Regions from separate parts of the Capra hircus genome. Here region 1 is linked to region 2. Evidence: chromatin contacts called from public Hi-C data. All regions are on one chromosome and are shown on one strand. The core of a region is the stretch at or near the end of the contact, and the rest is flanking DNA. Distances in the headings are between cores, read along the strand shown. Region 1 overlaps TBPL2 (TATA box-binding protein-like protein 2). Region 2 has its middle 92 kb from the start of TMEM260.

Region 1 (5,091 bases), core at 2,174-4,673, 970 kb before region 2:
TCATAATTTACTATTGTAAAGATGAAATGAGTTGTATGGGAGTATGTGCGAACTTTTACCAAGTACTTTGCATGAAATATTGTTTGTAACGTCTTTAAGAGAGTAATGCCAAACCTGAAACATTGTAAGTCAACTATACTTCGATAAAATATATATATTAAGGAAAAAAAAGGAGAGTAACATCAAGACTTAGATGGACCATGTCAGTGATCATGAAGACTCTTTGAGAGGTCAACTCTGAAAAATAGGCTTTTTACTCTTTAAGAGGTTGCTCCTCATCATAGAAAATATTAAAAAGAACCCACATCTCACATTAAATATAATTTATATGAAACTATTTAATAGCTGAGTTGCTGTGATTAGTTGATATGTCACATTTTGTAAACATTTAATCTAATGTTTCAATTTTGAATTTTAAAGACTTTGGAACCAATGGATTTTTCTCAGCTCTCAAAAAATTTTATTGGCTCTTGAAAAGCTTGTAGGGTGTAGGTGCTGGGCCTTAGCTTCTAAAAGGCAATCACACTGCTTGCTGCAGAACGGAGATGGAATTTCGCTGTTGATGAAACTTTAGGAAACACCATTTCTAGGTGTTTCCTAGGGGGTGCTCTTTCCTCTCCAGAAAGGAACTCCTTGTTTGGGGAGCAAACAGCTTTTGGAGACAGAATGCAAAGGAGTCCTTGCACCCCTAGATGTTAAAATAAAAAGTGAATATTACTCTGTGCTCAGAAGACCAGAGGGTACTTCCAAAAACACTGATAACTAGAATTAGGGAATTCCCTGGCCATCCAGTGGTTAGGACTTCAAGCTTTCACTGCCAGCGGCAAGGGTGCAGGTTCAGTCCCTGGTCAGGGAACTAAGATCCTGCAAACTGCAGGGTATGGACAAAAAAGAAGAATTAGGATTTGTCACCATACCAATCAGTGCAAATGTATTTTTACATAATTATACAAGTGGATTCAATCTTTTTAGTGGCAAAAGCAACTGTAAGTGCTTTAGAGTAATCTACGTTCATACCACCTTGATAGGTGCATAAGTGAGGGGCAATTTTGCTGCCTAGGAATAAGCTGAGAAACGAGAGTTTGTGAGGTCATTAGGTTTCTTGAGGTCATGTTAGGAGAGAACATTCTTTAATCTGGTGCCAGTTTTGCTAGGTGTAGCCTTCTCTTTCTTTTGGGAGCCCTGGACATTCATTGTGATGAATCTCTGCATTGAACTATCAGTTCTCCTGACAGGGATTTTATACACAAGAATAGGTAGGTGGATTTGAGCACTGCTTGAAGGTCTTGTGTAGATCAAAATTTGATGAATTCTCTTCCTTTCAGTAATTATTTGAAATAAAAATATCCTGCAATAAGTCATCCTTTCCCTTTTCAGTGGATTTGGAGCATAAGAGTCAGCGTCTGGGAAAGAGCCTGGGTTAGGACTTAATCAAGAAGGCTCTGAAGCAAAGTCACAAATAACCTTCTTAGTAACCACAGCGTTGGCTCCCCGCTCTCAGTCCATGGCAAATTTTGCATGGTAACCGCTCCACAGTGCTTCCCTGATAATGCCAGTGCTTTCCTTCTCAGGTGACACTGTGCTCCGCATGAAAAGAAGACTTGTGTGTTTTAATTTTTGCAGAAAAATGGCTCAATTTCTTGTAAAATGAAAAAGTTAAAATTTCACAAGTTCTCTTCTCTTTTTGATTCATCCTCATTAGGAGATCCAACCAGTCCATTCTGAAGGAGATCAACCCTGGGATTTCTTTGGAAGGAATGATGCTAAAGCTGAAACTCCAGTACTTTGGCCACCTCATGTGAAGAGTTGACTCATTGGAAAAGACTCTGATGCTGGGAGGGATTGAGGGCAGGAGAAGGGGACGACCGAGGATGAGATGGTTGGATAGCATCACGGACTCGATGGACGTGAGTCTGAGTGAACTCTGGGAGATGGTGATGGACAGGGAGGCCTGGCATGCTGTGATTCATGGGGTCGCAAAAAGTCAGACACGACTGAGCGACTGAACTGAACTGAACTGATATGTACCATTAGAGAGTTTCTACGATAAAGAATACATTACTTTTAAGCCTGTAGATAGCAAGTGTTATGTATGAGCATAGTTTTGGCAGTTGTTACATGGAAACAGAACTGCATCAATCAGCACTGATTCTGGGCAGGATGGAGTTGATTTATCATTTCCCGAACTGAATGCATCCAGGGAAACCTCATCCCAGAAGTCTGCTCTACCTGCCCTACCGGGCACAGCAGATCAGGTTTTCCGGCATCTGCTTGGCAAAATATGTATAAGGGTTTCCGCTTCTGTCTTCTCTTTCACCTACGCTTTGTACACACCTTGCTAAAATATGAATCTTTGCACATGCCTGTGCTTGCATATTGTATAATTAGAGGCAAGTTGGGAATGACTCTCCAACACTATCTTTCCTGCCTCCAGAATTAACATTTAAAATTTTAATTCTGATACATATTCTAAGGAAACTTAAAATGTGTTTATATTTCTTATGCGAAATCAGGTAAACTTCTGAGACTGCAGCTGTTTACCCACCTGTGAAGGGTCAGTATTTCTAACCTGGGAAATGCAAGAAGATTGTTTTTGTTCTCTGCTTGGAAGAGAGGACTATGTGGATACATATTAGGAGGTGGTAGTGTTCGGTGGTTCAGTCTGAACTTGGCAGTTAGATCCAGTTGGAATCTTAGTTTCATCATGCACAAGGATTGTGGTTGCAGGTGTTATTTACTATCTATAAGCCTGAAGTTTCTCCCCTGTGAAATGGAGCTAATCACAGGTTTCTCTTAGATTTGTGGTGAGGATTACAAGCAATAATCAGTAGAACACAGTTCCTGGTGCTTACTAAGTGCCCAGTCAATGATGGTAGGGTTACCAGGAATATTATCTGCAGCCAAGTGGCAGTGACTGCCAGCCCTCACGTCTAATGGTGAACATCTTTTAGAAAACTTTAGAGTATTCTAAAACAAAAGAAAAGGAACCATTTCTTAAGAGCCTTGACCCTTTAGAAATAGCCCATGGGATCACAAGGGGGAGAGTATAGTGTGTAGAGAGAGCGAGCAGGGCAGTGAAGGTTTCCACATTCCTGAGAGGCCCTTGAGGGGAGCAGCCTTTGGGAGGTGAGTCAGCACACCTACCCAGTTCTGAAGAGGCTGCTTAGGGCTACTGAGTCACTTTTCCCTTAAACCAGGAGCCAGCCTCTCCCCACCCCCTTTCTTCCCTTCTATTTCAGAGTCACATCAATACTAAGAGGTACAATGAGAATGATAAAATATAATTACCATGATGACAAATCCACAGATGATGTTCTTTATGAAAATGGATTCTCCTTGGACATGCTGGCTCACTCAGAAGGGCCACTGAGTGACAGACCTCCCAGTTGTGCTTCTTGTAAGTCAAAGGGAGTAGCTGCTGGCAGAAAGGTCCTGGGAGTGGCCAAGAAGAGACTCCCCACCTTTGGGGAAGACTTGGGCGTTTACTCCTTGGAAGAAAAGCTATGATCAACCTAGATAGCATATTCAAAAGCAGAGACATTACTTTGCCGACTAAGGTCCGTCTAGTCAAGGCTATGATTTTTCCTGTGGTCATGTATGGTTGTGAGGGTTGGACTGTGAAGAAGGCTGAGCACCGAAGAATTGGTGCTTTTGAACTGTGGTGTTGGAGAAGACTCTTGAGAGGCCCTTGGACTGCAAGGAGATCCAACCAGTCCATTCTGAAGGAGATCAACCCTGGGATTTCTTTGGAGGGAATGATGCTAAAGCTGAAGCTCCAGTACTTTGGCCACCTCATGCGAAGAGTTGACTCATTGGAAAAGACTCTGATGCTGGGAGGGATTGGGGGCAGGAGGAGAAGGGGAGGACCGAGGATGAGATGGCTGGATGGCATCACTGACTCGATGGACGTGAGTCTGAGTGAACTCTGGGAGTTGGTGATGGACAGGGAGGCCTGGCGTGCTGCAATTCATGGGATCGCAAAGAGTCGGACACAACTGAGCGACTGAACTGAACTGAGCACTTCACTGCTGACGGGGGGCTGATAGAGCACTCACCCCTTCATAACATTTCCAAATGTGTCTCTGTGATGACTTTTTTATTTCAAGGCAACTTATCTGTCATTTTCCCCCAATATTCTTTACTCTGTGCAAGACACATCTTAGATGCCATGGAGGATACAGAGATGTCTGTCTTTAAGGAACTTTCAAAATTAGGGAAAATGACAAAATCCACCACAATAAAGATAATAATAATAATAACACTTACTGATATTTTACTGTTTCCAGGCTCTGCTTTAAGGCCCCTTCAGTGTCTTTTTATTTGGACTTCCCTGGTGGTCCAGTGGTTAAGATGCCATGCTTTCACTGCAAGGGGTATGGGTTCCATCCCTGGTGGGGAACTAAGATCCTGCATGCCATGTGACTAAAAAAAGTTTTGTTTTGTTTTAAATCAAAACAGTGCTATAAGAAAATGTAAGTATCATCTCAATTTCAAAGATGAGGAAACTGAGGTCTGTGAAAGTAAGGGGCTTTCTTGGTGTCTAAAATGATAAAGAATCTGCCTGTAATGCAGGATACCTGGATTCGATCCATGAGTTGGGAACATCCCCTGGAGAAGAGAATGGCAACCTACTACAGTATTCTTGGACTTCCCTGGTGGTTCAGACGTAAAGAATCTGCCTGCAACTTAACTAAATCCTTCTTGGTGTTATTGCATGCGTGTATGCAGGACTCATCTTAGTGTGAGTTACTTGGAAGTTACTTTTTGTGAAATAACTCACACAAAAATGAATCCTGCATACAAGCATGCAATAATACCAAGGAGGATTTAGTGAAGTGTCTTGATAGTTTGTAACAGGGAAGGATTACTTCCTGTGTATTGCCATCAGGGCATTCTTCACAGAGGAAGCAGCGTTAAAGCAAAGTATTGAAGAACATAGAGGGGTTGAATGGGCTTCCCAGGTGGTGCTAGTGGTAAAGAACCCACTGCTGGTTCAACCCCTCAGTTGGAAAGCTTCCCTGGAGGAGGGTTGGCAACCCACTCTATTACTTTTGCCTGGAAAATCCCCATGGACAGAGGACCTTGGTGGGC
Region 2 (4,827 bases), core at 1,096-3,595:
TGGCTTATATTATTAAACTTGTGATATCTTCAATAGTCAATAAATATTGTGATAAAGGATCAGAAAATAAAGTCTATGTGTAACCACCAAGACAATCTTTCTCCAACTTACCCATTAACCTTCAAAGGCCGTGAAGCAGCCATTTCCTTCTCTCCTAGTATTTAAATGGCTTCTGAAGAACTAGCTGAACTTTGCTGCCATCTTGTGACCAAAGTTAATACCACAGTGATGAAGGCTCCATCTCATTGTATTTCAAGTTCTCTATTATCAATGAAAAGGCCCACCGTTGTGTTCTATCTTTGCCTAAAAGTGCAAGAATGTCTTGCCAGTTAATAGGAAATCCATGGTTACATCCACTGCCTACCTCTATTATAGTTTTTTTTTTTTTGCTTGTTTGCATAGCTCTCTCCTATCCTTCTTCCTTCTACATTCCAGCACCATGGTAAATGCTTAGTAATTTTTTATGTGAAGATTTATGTGAACAGTGAATGAATAATTGTTTTATATCAGAATTTGTGGAGCACAGACACTCAACCAGATACTAGCTATTATAGTTGTCATTAACATTATCATCATTATAAAGAGCCTTCCTTTGCAAAACAGATGAGTTAGATAAGACTTCTGTGACAAGTTCTGTGTGTGAGGACACCCATCCCAAACTCAATATAAATTTTCTATATTTTCCTCCTTTCAATTCTCTCTCTGTCTCTCTCTTCTGGAACACCTATTAAAACTACCTTTTGTTGTCATCTTAACCCTTTAAACATATGTATATATATATATAATATATATGTTTATACATATAAAGGACTATATATATATATTTATATTTACATATACATTTCTAATAAAATTATAAATGCCTAGTTACAAAGGAATTATATTTTAATCTCCTATAATACACAATAAACTCCCATGGACTGTACTAAAGCCTCTTTTCTGAAATGAAAGATATGAAGAAATATTTGCTCAGATATATTTTGTGTGAAGACCTGGGTAAGGAAACTATGACTGAAAACTAGCTATATATTTAAAGTAAATATTCAAAAATTTCATTCCTTGGGAAAATTCACACATTTGAAATCTGTCTTCTTTGAAATTGCGTAATACCAGGGAGTCTTTGTATATTTGAAGCTGGAGGATAGAAAACAAGAACCAAGAATCATGGCAAAGTTAACCTCTTTAAATAAAGCAAGGCAGAGAGATGAAAAAAAATTGGATTGTCCCCTCAGGAGAAGTTTGAAAGGATTGCATGCTATTTGAGCAATATACAGACTTATTAAAAGAACATATACCTTGGAGTCTCTGAACAATGTCTGCAGTAGCATTGGTTTCAGATAATTGAAGTTATTGAATAATCTAAGAAATGAAACCATGAGACTAAGAAGTTCATCATCAGCTGGCGATTAGCCCTCTGAGCATGACCGGGAAGTGCTGAAGCTGCCGGAGAACCCATTTCACTCTAAGTACCTGCTTTGTACATATTAGGTTGTCAACAAAATCCTATTGAATTCAAGGGGTCCTTGATTAGCCAAATTACTCTTCACTACACTTCAGTAAATGCTGAGTGAATGATTCTAAACATCCAATTAAAAAAAAATTTTTTTATTGAAGTATAGTTGATTTACAATATTGGGTTAATTTCCTGGTGTACAGCAAAGTAATTCATTTTATATTCTTTTTTCATTATGGTTTATTATAGGATATTGAATATAGTTCCCTGAGGTATACAGTAGGACCTTGCTGTTTATCTATTTTTTTAACTTTCTATTTTATATTGGAGTATAGCCTATTAACAATGTGTGATAGTTTCAGGTGGACAGCAAATTATTTTTTTTAAATACAGTAATTTATATCTATTTTACATACAGTAGTTTTTATCTGCTAATCCCAAACACCTAATTTATCCCTCCCCACCCCCTTCACCTTTGGTAACCATAAGTTTGTTTCCTATAAACATTCAACTTTGTGTCCAGTTTCAAACAATTAATTTAGAATAGGGATGCCCAGAAAAACTAGGGTTTGAAACGTAGTCTGCCATCTGATTGAGAAAAATAAAGTCTGTGAACAGAAATTTGAATGATTTTATGTTTAGCGGCTATGTAAAATGTGTTTTTTACTAATTTTATTACAAGCGTTGCTCATTTTCATTTTTGCCCAGAAGCATTCTGAGAATTGGCAGCTGTCATTGGTCCTTTATGTGGGGTGGCCTGGTTCATCAGAAATGGAATGGCTTTGTTCTGGGGAAAATTTTCCAGTCTCAGCTGAACATAGTCCAAGTACTGAGCAGTATGACCTCTTTGTTTCCCCTGCCTCATGCTTGAAAGAAGATACCTGCCAGCAATTTCCTGTGCTGACAGAATAGGAATAAAGCCTCTGAGCCAGAGGGGAAATGGGAGAACCGGCTGGATCAGGCTGGTCATTTGGAAAGACTAATGCTGGCTACGGGGCACCTGCCCAAGACATCACCTGGTTATTTAAAAACCTTTGTGTAGTTCAATGGGCTAAATGGGAGCACAGAGGACAAGGAACTATTCATTTCTCTCAGGTTTTACTTTTCAGAAGAGCCCTCAAAATAGAAGACTGCCCTATTTTGAGGGCACTAAATCCTCTTGGTGACTTTGGTGAAAGAGACATGAAATAAGTGATGAAGGCAAATGTGTTTCAGATGGTAAATAATGGCTCTTGGAATGGAATGCCCAGTGAACATCTGGTGTCCCTTTATCGTGAATGAACATCTGTCTCCTTGGTTAATAGATTACACCTGCTGACCCAGCCAAACTTCTGCCTACATCTAAATGAAGGTCAGAAGACTGAGGACCCACCTCAAGAGAGCCTGATATCATTTCTTAGCATTGGCCTGGACTTCAGGATTTTTTTAAGCTCCCCAAGTGATTTTAACACATAATCAAGATTGAGAACCCCAATGTAAGCACAAAGAGACTCTGATGGATTTGGGAATATGATTTACAAATGCATCAAAAACTGAAACAAACTAGAGATATGAATTGTTTATAGAATTTTATCATGAACTTAAAATATTTTATAGAATTTTGTTTACATTAAATTTTTAACAGTTTTAGACAGCCGTACGTTGAATTTATTGAGCTCCTGTCAAATTATAAATACACCCTGAGGCATATAATATCTTATCCACGGTGTCAGTGATGGACTGTTACTAACAAACAGAAGATAAAACAAGTCTCCATGTTGTTCACATCCCTATGCATGCAATCCTTTCCAACCTTTCCTCAGGGGACAACCTTATTATGGGTTTCCTGTGATTGAAGACAATCTGGGGTAACTATTTGGTGCTTCATTATTTTCTTATTTTTATAACTATTTATTGAGTCAAGTTTAGTATTTTTAAAACCTAATGATTTAATTAATATTAATAAATACTTTATTAATATTAATAAATATGACTGGATAACTGTGAGAACCTTTATCTTTGTATAGCAGGAGACAATTTTACTTATATTAGTAGAAATATGATTCTAGAAAAACTTGTTTTTCTGTGCTAGCAGAAAACTGCCTTAAATTAAAAAATGACTGAACTCTGGCACCAATAAACCATCTTCATGTAGACAATATCATGCCCTGGTGTCTTCAACTGTCTTTAAGACTTTGATTTAATGACTATTATGGTGCAACCACGAAGCAAACAAGAAGTAATAATGCTGAGCTGTAGTCCCAACCTACTGCAAACACACAGATCTACAACCACCTTCCACATATCAACTGTAATTAAAAACTCTTAAAACTGTAAAAAAAATGTGCCTATTTGAAATCTTTATTGGCTGCCACTTCATTTCCTTGTGACAAACAGACCAAGACATCAACCGAAGATGTAACTTAAGGTTATATTTTTTTAAATAGACAAGGGCCAAACAAATACAAAATATCTGTTCGTTTAGTAAAAACAGAATTTGATGAATCCTTTCATTCATTTATTCATTCATCCAAGGAGCCACTGTGTGATAAACAAGCATGGATTTCTCCTTCAAGGATAGATAAGATGAAACCACAAAGCCAAATAGCTTAGTCAGGAAAGCCAAGGAATTCTACCACTCCCAGTCTAAAATCTTTAAAAAAAGCTTTCATTATAGAATTCAGTATACATTTTTTTTAATCTTAAAAAATGATTTCCACAGATTTATTTTTACATTTATAGGTGGTATTTTCACTACAAATCATAATTTTTCTGGGCTTCAGTTCCTAATATATGAAGTTATTAATCAGGTCACAGAGGCTAATAAAAAAGAGACTGAAAATCATGGTAGCTTCAGTGGGTTAGAAAAGGCAAAGCTTGGTTTCTCTTTCACGTCCAAAGCTCAACAGGCACTCTGAAATACCTAAGCAGATCGACTATATAGAACCATAAATTGACCCAGGATGGCTAACTAGCTCTGCTATTCTTAATAGGTGACTTCCATCTCGGGGCCAAAGGTATGTACTACAGTTGTTGCTGCGTCCCATCCAGCAGAATAAAAAAAAACTTGAGAGCAAATAGCTACTTTACAAAGGAACTGACTGGAAGTTGCATGCATCTCTTCTGTTCACATCTTGTTGATTTAGACTTGGTCTCATGGCCAACTCTAGCTGCAAAGGAGCATGGGAAACATACTATTATTGGGTGGTTATATGCTCAGCTCATGGACAGAGGAGGCTGGTAGGCTACAGTCCATGGGGTCGCAAAGAGTTGAACATGACTGAGCAACTTCACTTTCACTTTCACATGCTCAGCTCAACCTTGGGGAGTTCTACCACTAGAATGAAGGGAAGAATGGAGAGTAGAGGACACTTAGCAATCTCTGTCATTTGAAG

What was found. Hi-C and Micro-C count contacts between places; a contact is called where the count stands out from the background.
Region 1: a Hi-C map of liver shows a contact between it and region 2, with 5 times the contacts expected there. The contact joins two enhancer-like sites. A contact is called at or near these places in 2 of 5 Hi-C or Micro-C datasets (blood and liver).

What each region holds. Positions count from the first base shown.
Region 1 is chr10:35,305,498-35,310,588 of ARS1.2, reverse strand. The region is part of intron 2 of TBPL2 (TATA box-binding protein-like protein 2); the gene reads right to left. Among named protein-coding and RNA genes, the nearest start is that of TBPL2, 6.8 kb to the right of the region's middle. Within about 2 kb of position 3,423, at least 1 of the 5 cell types and tissues checked has an H3K27ac peak or open chromatin away from gene starts, as enhancers often do.
Region 2 is chr10:34,331,174-34,336,000 of ARS1.2, reverse strand. No RefSeq gene overlaps it. Among named protein-coding and RNA genes, the nearest start is that of TMEM260, 92 kb to the right of the region's middle. Within about 2 kb of position 2,345, at least 1 of the 5 cell types and tissues checked has an H3K27ac peak or open chromatin away from gene starts, as enhancers often do.